2 separate regions of the Pan paniscus genome follow, and region 1 is linked to region 2. The links are chromatin contacts, called in public Hi-C maps. All regions are on one chromosome and are shown on one strand. The core of a region is the stretch at or near the end of the contact, and the rest is flanking DNA. Distances in the headings are between cores, read along the strand shown.

Region 1 (4,029 bases), core at 992-3,491, 140 kb before region 2:
TACACAATTTCCCTCGCAGTTCATTTAAATCATAAACATAGGTGTGCCCTGTCGGTGTTTGGTTTGACCCCCCACCTCCCACCCACGCGTCTCCCTCCTACCCCCGAGTCGCGCAGATGCCTGGCGGGCCTGATGCGGGGACGATGATCACACCCCCGCGAGCAGCCGTCGGAAGGCGCTCAGGTATACCCCGAAGTCGGCTGGGGTTCCGGGAAGGGGTCGCAGACTGCCGGCCCAGCTTAGTCCTCTCCCTAATCGGAAAAGGAGCGTGCTGCCTGGCCCAGCCAGCGCAGCCTCCCAAGGATTAAACAGAAATCGCCTTCCTGAGACGGGGAGGTTCCATCTTGGCCTGAAATTCTGCTTCCAAGTTCATGTTGTGGGGCCGGGGAGCGACGGTGAGGCGTGGGGTGGGGGGTGGGGGGATGGGGGGAGGCCGGGAAGTGTAGGCAGAGGCATAAAGGCGCTGGTAATGCACCTGGCTGCCCACCCACTCCGTCCCCAGCTTTTACTCGCGGGCCTGTCTTAACCTCCCAAGTGATGTTTCAGGGCGTTTGCGCCAGAAAACCTACACATGTATGTGATGGAAAAAAACTAAAAGATCCTGAAACTTAAGCGTCAGAAAAAAGACAGGGAGAAACAGAGAGAAAAAAGAGGAAGCAAATGATAAGGGATCCTGGAGATGGTTTAAACACACACACACACACACACACACACACACACACACACACACAGAGGGAGAGCTCTTTCAAGGCAAAGCGCTTCTGAAGGTTTTGGGAGAACGTGTGTCAGCCCTTCAGGCACACACGGTGCCAGTACGGAGTTGGGGGCGGGGAAGGGTGCAGTGCAGGCGGCTGGGAAGGCTCATCTGCTCGGCTTTATGGAAACGCTCCTCTGTTGGGGGCAACCAACCCCGCGTTGACTCCTGCGAAGTGCTAAAGGAAGCGATAGATGTCGCCTAAGGAGACTACGGACGCACGGTGGAACCTCATTCCAGACCTATGTTCTGATGCTCGCCCTGTGTCTCCTGCTCCTCGGAAGCCCACTCTATAGAATCTTCAGTCCTACCTCGCAGACGGACGCAAATTATCTTTTACTTTGCGCTTAAGAGTTGGCTTCAATACATTTTAGAGCTCCTAACCTTTCCCAAACAATCTTCGGATGAAGGGATACCCCCAATCTTTCTCAAAACTCTTTCCCTACCTACACCCCCTTGAGGGTGAGGGTTCAGTCCGCAGCTGGCGAGTGGGACGTGGGTGGGGGCGTTGGAGGCGCGGGCGGGGTGCTTGGAGGGAGTCAGCCTTTTGGCCACCTTAAGGGCGGGAATAGGGACTGGCAGTTCGCATTCCCCGCAGATCGAAGCTCCCTGCTGATCGATTATTTGATAATTGATTTTCCCCGCAGCCAATGCGCGGCGGCCTGGGCGGAGGCGCCTCCTGATTGGCCGAGCACTCCTCCACGGCTGCCTACCGAGATTTGGGTGAGCTCATTTTCCAGTCGACAGCAGGGGGAGTTTTCTGCGAGGTTTCAGCTGGAGGGAGGGGGAAAAATCCTCTCGGAGCCGAGCGAGCTGCGAGCCCTGCTTGTGGATGTGAGGTTTCCAGCCGCTGGTAGAGCTGCTGCGGCTGAGCCATCTCGGCAGATCAGAGCCCAGCGGACAGAAATATAAATACGAAAATAATGCCACTAAATATAATCACAAGGGAGAAGCTTAGAGCGGGAGAATAAAGAGAAGGGGTGAGGGGGAATTAAAGCCAGGGCAATAGGTGTTAAAGTTAAAAACAAAACAAAACAAAAAACAGTGGTTGGTTGGAGCCTCCGAGTTGTAGGTACAGGCAGCTTTTGTCTGAAATCTCAGCTTCCGAAGCGGATTTCTTTTTCTCTGGCACTGGGAGGTTTCGCCGAGCCAGGTTGGGGACGGGAAAGAGGAGCGCGGGGAAGGATGTCTGGGGTGGTGAGGGCAGGGCTTCGCTGGAGAAAGAGCTAGTGGGGCGCGAGGTTCTTACAGGCCCGGGAGAGGTCGAGGCTGGAGCCCCTCGGCGCCTCTAAGACAAAGGCAGCGGTGGCTGCAGCCCGAGCCTAGCACTCCGGCAGCGTCGCGCCGCGCCGCGCCCTGGGCGCACGGCCGCCTCACCCCGAGCGGGTCGGAGAAAGAGCCTCCCTCCCAGCGGCTCCCTGGCCCCGGCTCCGCCCGCGAGGTCTGGGCTGCTGCGAGCCCGCGCCGGGTTTCGCTTTCCGGCGATCATAAATAGCTTGGTGTTTGTAAACAGGCGCTGGGGGCACATTCCCCGCGCTCAGCTCATTGTTCCCTCCCTTCCTCTCTACTTCGCGCAGGACGCCTGGGCTGGGGCTGGGAGCCGCCGGGGCTAGGAGGTGGGGGAGTCCAGACCCGAAGTGACAAAATGCTAGCATTTTCTTTCCCCCGGCCGGGCGTCCACCTCTAACAGCAAAGAAACCTCTAAGCTGGGTCTGCAGAAAGCCCGAGCCACCTCAACCCCATGTTCTCAGGACTCCTTAGCAGAGGCTTTCCCAACCCGGCTTCTCCCTCCTCCTTTTCCTCCACGATCCCGCTTTGACTTTTCTCCTTGCAGTGTTTAGTTCTGAGAATTCAGTACTTTGCGCATCACCCCCTGCCCCGAAAAACACTGGCAGACCCCAATAATTTCGAGGAAAGTCATGAAGTCTATGCGCGGAGCCCTGTGCAAAATAAATCCCGCTGCTGCCTGCCCGGCGTTGATTCCCAATTTATTTCAAGAGAGTCGGCTTTGGGGAGAGAGTCTGCAGGGGGAGGGAGAGAAAAGAATACTGAAAATAAAGCCGGCGGCCGCGGGCTACTGCCTGCGTTTGTGTGCGTGTGCCCTGGGTGTGTGGTGTTTGTGCCTGGGCGTGCGATTTAATGGAGCGCCTCTCTGCCTCTCCAGTGCGGCCAGAGCTCGCTTCGCGCACCCACCCCTGCCGAGGAGCCTACTTGCTGCAGCCCAATGCATTGTGTAAGACGCGACCTGTTATGGCCACCACTACTTCCGGGTTCTAGCATTCTGGTCGGAATCCACCTCTCCGCCTGTGCAACACACACTTTACACACGCACGGGGACTGCAAGCGGGCAGCATCGATCGTGGCTCCTTTAAGACAAACTCAGACAGACATTTTTTTTAACCCTCCTTCTCTAATCTCCCTCCAGTGCAGCACTTGCAAAGAGGGAGAGAGAGAGGGAGAGAAAGAAAGAGAGAGAGAGAAGAGAGAAACTGATTAGGAATTAGGACTGATTCAAGGGAAGCGAGCGCTAGGGCTTTGTGCATTTGAATATTAACATTTGAGGTGTTCTGACCAGAAGAAGACAGAGCGGATGATCATTCATTCACCACGTTGACAACCTCGCCTGTGATTGACAGCTGGAGTGGCAGAAAGCCATGAGATTTGGTAGTTGGGTCTGAGGGGCGCTCTTTTTTTTCCTTTTCTTTCTTTCTTTCTTTTTTTTTTTTTTAAACTGATTTTTGGGGGAGAGAAGATCTGCTTTTTTTTGCCCCCGCTGCTGTCTTGGAAACGGAGCGCTTTTATGCTCAGTGACTCGGGCGCTTTGCTTCAGGTCCCGTAGACCGAAGATCTGGGACCAGTAGCTCACGTTGCTGGAGACGTTAAGGGATTTTTCGTCGTGCTTTTTTTTTTTTTTTTTTTCCCCGGGGAGTTTGAATATTTGTTTCTTTTCACACTGGCCTTAAAGAGGATATATTAGAAGTTGAAGTAGGAAGGGAGCCAGAGAGGCCGATGGCGCAAAGGGTACGTATTAAAAAACAATTGTGGAACTCAAATGTGAGATTAAATTGAAACGTGGCCGAAAGACACTGCTAAAAAGTTTCCTTTTTTTCTCTCTCTCTTTTAAAAAATGAGGCTCCTAAAGCCGTGGCCTAAGCGAGAGGATTTATTCAATGCATTTGTAGACTTATGTATGTTACTTGGAGTTGTTAATTAAAGGAATCTATTTATCTATAGATTCCTAACCAGCAGCTATATAAATAAAAATGCAAGCTCAA
Region 2 (4,418 bases), core at 179-2,678:
AGGCAAATTCGTTTTAAAAAATAAGCCTTTCAGTAGTGATTGCTTTGTAAACAAAGGATGGGTCGGAGGAGAGAGAGCCTTAAACTCAAGTCTGACATTCAGGCCCAAGTCACCCTATAAACCGGCCCTTAGCAATTCTATTTTCTATTCGAAAAGAGAAACCAGCTGTGGGTTGGCTTTACTAGGTGATGTGTGATTGACTGACTCACCTGCTGGAGTAGCAATGCATTCTCACCTTTTGCTGATGGGGCCTTGTTTCTAAACACGTGGATGCGCAGAGAGCAAGGCTCAGCCTACTGCAGCCATCTCTGGCAGCGCCTCTACCCGTCCCCAGCCCATAGATGGGATTGTTTAAATCTCCCTTGTTGACCTAGTGGCAATTCTTCCTCTACCTAAATAGTCGATGTGAGTGAAATCATTCTCTTTTGATAGGTGGTTGCTAGCAGTTAACAACCATTTATTTACTTTAAAAATTAATAATAAACTTTATAAACTAACTGTCTATTTGCTCCTCCTCCCCAGTACATGCCCGGGTGAGTTGGTTATTTTCAGCCTTTATTCCTGAGGAGGCTCAGGATGGGTGGGGGAGGGAAAGAAAGGGGAGGAGGTGTGGTGGGGAGAGGGAGAGAGGCGAGAGGGAGAGACAGAGAGAAAGAGAGAGGCGCTAGGGGAGGGAGGTTTACAAGTGAAGAGTAGTTAGGGAATATGGTGATTCTGAAGAATCGAGATCAGCAGTGTCCAGGAATTAGAAAAAATAAACTGCTATTTCCGTGAGTTCCCCCTCTGTGAGCCATTTAGGTGAGAGCCTCGCTCTTCGCAGTTCCTTTCTTCCCCTGCCTCGATGCCCTCCCCTCTTAATGCTATTTTAGCTTTTCCTCTTGTAAATTTCAGAGCCAGCTCGAAGGTTATTGAGGACACTTATCCGAAAGAGGCAAATAATAGAGGTGCTGAGAGTGTTTTTGATGTTTCCTAAAAGGCAAAAACAAAACGCCCTCCTCTAAACAAGGGCACAAAATTGTACCTGGTTTTTATTTTTATTTGGTGGTGGGGGGGTGGGGGGGGGTGGAAAGGGGGCTGGCTCTGGCTGAATGAGACTACTTTTTAATATGATTTAAATTTTTTTCAAAAAATTAAAAATATTTTACCCTATCATATTTAATCAGCTGTAATTATAACACATTCAAAATGAATAATATGCCTTGACAGTATTTTTATTGTTATTGTTCATTGCATGATGTTCGACTGCTTTAGAAGCACAGGAAAGAGAAGTAAACGCGCTACAAATGGGGAATTACCCTCGTTTAGCATTAAAATTCATTTAGATAAAATTGCCACAAACATTTAAATGGGAAGATTAGTTCCCCCTCACGCCTTATTGCACTCGCTCAATGGTTCCGTTAAGAACATTTTACACGTTGGAAATTCCGTCTTCTCAGACGGCTTGCTGTTTCCTAGTTACCCACATTCAAAGCAAAGGCAGCAGCAAAGGCAGCCGCAGCAGCAGCAGCAGGGAAAAAAAAAAAAGTTTTGGCAACTGGTCTGCAATTCATCCGCTGCTCGCCCCAGTCTCCCCTCCGCCCGCTGCAGTCTGCCCCCACCCCTTCCCCTTCCCCACCCCTACCTCTTTCCCCTCATTATGTAATGCGCAGAGTCCCGTCCTCGAGGAAACACGTTGCCTAGTTGTGTAGTATTTATATACAATGTTAAAATACAAAGAAAGACCCTAAAGTCAGTCGAGTCGGTTCCTCTCTGGGTCTCCCTCTCCCTCTCCTGTTCTAAAATGAAGATTTAGCTTGAATGTGCTGAGTTTCTCACATCCCGTACCCTGAGGCCACAAGGCACGTTTTTTGGCTTTCATTTCTGCCAGGACTTTTCCAGGAAATTCACCACTGCTTTTCGCTTGTATTAGAAACGTGTGAAAGAATTCGTCTGAAAAGTCCATGCACCGTCTAGCTTTTCTCTCCCCCCTTTTTTTCTTCTCCTTCTCCTCCTCCTCCTCCTTCTCTCTCTCTGTCTCTCTCTCTCTCCGCCCCCCACTCTCGCACTCCCCCATCCTCCTCTCTCCCCCTCCCTTCGCAGAGCCACAGGAAAAGAGGAAAGTCGGCTTCGACTGCCATCTTTTGGGGATTTCGAAAAACGACTCGGTAGGAAACGGAGGGAGGCGGAGGCGCGGGAGTGGGGGAAACCCCCTTATTATCCAGTGTCGGAACTGGCTCCCTTAATCTGATGCTTAAATATTTGATGTGGAAAAATTACCCATAAAATTAGTTACTAACAATTTCAAATTGAAATCACTTATCGAATTATAAACGCATTAAAGCTGTATGGATGGTATTAGGAGTTCCTCGGGAGGCAGCGGGTGTCTCCTTGAAGTGAGCCAGGCGGGCGAGTTTCGCCCCGGGGAAAAGAGCCCCCAGCCGAGCCCGGGGGCAAGGCCGGGAGGGCGGCGCTGCAACCTGGGCGCAGGGTCCGGGTCAGGGGGATCGAGCGGGCGGCCGGGTCCTGGTGGAGGCTGCGGCTGCTTCGGCTCGCGGGGGCGGGGAGAAGGGGAGGGGAAGGAGCCTTGGTGGGAGGCTCCGACCCCGGAGCAGAGGCGCCTACCAGCAAACTTCGTAGTGAAGTCGAAGGATTCTGAAAAGGAAAAACGCAAGCCCTGCCCTCCCCCTCCCTCTCGCGTCTCCCACGCGGCGTGCAGACCTCGCGCTCGACTTTGCGATCGGGGTTAGTTGCTGTGTGCAGTGTCCCCCAAGTCTACGGGAGGAGCGGAAGGGTATAGGCTCCAGTCCTGGGGTTGGGCCCGGCTCCGTGCCCCGAGAGGAAATCCAGCGGGCAACTGCGCAGAGCTCCAGCCAGGACGTGCTACCCCTGAGTCCCTCGATGCGCTGGGTCCCGGCCTAGGCCCCAGTGCGTGGGCGGGCAGGTCTTTGCCCCGAGACCACAGCTCTGGCCGCGGGGGGTGGGGAGGTGGTTGCACGGGCGCCTGCCTTACCCTCCTGCCCTCACCCCCATCTGAGAGTCTAGTCTAAGGGACTGTTGACTTTGTCTCTGGAGATGGGGCGACCAGGGGTCTGCGAAGGAGGTTGTGGAGAGGCACCTCCTGGGTGCAGGTCCGGGCGCTCTTTCCCCGGAACCTCACGGAGTGCTTTGTAGTAGCCCGGAGACTTCCTAATAGACTTTGCCACATCGGGGGCCCCAGACTCCAGAGTCCCATAGTGGCCCTGGGAGCGCGACCCAGAGAGCCTGGGGGCTGGGGGGCACATGGAACGCGTGCACGGCCCGCTAGGAGGGCGTTGGGAGGAGAGTGCCGGAGTCTGGAGCCGCAGCCGGGAAGCCGTAGACAGCACCCCGACGCCTTAGGCAGAAGCTCCTCAGGATCAGTTTAAAAGCTCTGCAAATTTCCCCATCCTTTCGGATACCCTCAGGCCCTTGGCCCACGGGAAGGCAGTAAAAACGTAACTTCATGCTGCAAAGCTCCCGGGTAGGCGCTTGGACGCCGATGGAGAGAGGCGTGGAACTGGGTAGTGGGGCGCCCTGCCTGGCTGGGCACTTTTCCTTGTCTCATTCTCGTCTCCCATGCCATGCCTTACCCACTGGCTGCTAGCGGCGCGTTTCACTTAAGGTGGCCACGGTGCGGAGACTACAGGAGCCTGGGAATCCCAGGGTTTGGGGAAAAAGTAGTGAGCGAGAAAGGGGGGGTCGGGGACCTGAGGAAGACAGCTGATGGCTGGGAGAGGGAGGGCTCCCTTTTCGGCCCGCTCTACCCGCCAAGGAGTCTGAAACATTCTCTCCCTAGGCGGAGCTGAAAGGAAAAACAAACAACGTATTGAGCAATCAGTTCGCCAACATCTGAGCTTTAAAGCGCCTTTGCTCTGAAAATAGTACCCTGGGGGTCTCAGTGGGGAGATGGGGGAAGCATTTTTAGGGCCTTGATTCTGGCTTGCCGCGCCCCACGGGTCACCCCTCCGCGCGCTGCCTCCTGGCATCCCGGCGCTCTCAGCCCACTGAGGGGAAACCCGGGCGGTGAAGCCCTGGAGAAAAGGGATTTAGTTTTAAGCCAGTCTCCCATCGATCGGGTCGGTAATTTCTACCCCTGCCCACTCGCAGACACACTCACCTCTACCCTAAAGCATTAAGGTCATTACGCGAGCAATGATCTTAATCTCCAGGCGGAAAACGAGTCCCGGGACCTCGCCGATTGGGGAAGCAGTGAATAAAGTCACCTGCTTCTGGCACCCGCTTGGCCCGCTCCTCCCGGTGGGGGCCGTGTGTGGCAGGGAGCGCCGAGCGGGGGTCCCTAGCTCCACGCCGAGGCGGACCGGGCAGGGGTCAGAAACCCTGTGTCTGTTTTCCGCGGGGTGACGACCTCCTGTAAGGGTGGGATTGCTTTTGCTTGCTTTCCTTCTCCCCTCCCTCTGCCT

Evidence for each region. A called contact is a pair of places that touch in the nucleus more often than the background predicts.
Region 1: a contact with region 2 is called in a Hi-C map of fibroblasts, with 4 times the contacts expected there. The contact joins the promoter of MEIS1 here to the enhancer-like site in region 2. A contact is called at or near these places in 2 of 3 Hi-C or Micro-C datasets (fibroblasts and induced pluripotent stem cells).

Annotation. Positions count from the first base shown.
Region 1 is chr12:59,966,915-59,970,943 of NHGRI_mPanPan1-v2.0_pri, reverse strand. MEIS1 (Meis homeobox 1) reads left to right here and starts at 2,241. Exons shown (of 12, transcript XM_055107893.2): 1 at 2,241-3,775. The coding sequence starts at 3,764.
Region 2 is chr12:59,825,316-59,829,733 of NHGRI_mPanPan1-v2.0_pri, reverse strand. No RefSeq gene overlaps it. Among named protein-coding and RNA genes, the nearest start is that of MEIS1, 140 kb to the left of the region's middle. Within about 2 kb of position 1,428, at least 1 of the 2 cell types and tissues checked has open chromatin away from gene starts, as enhancers often do.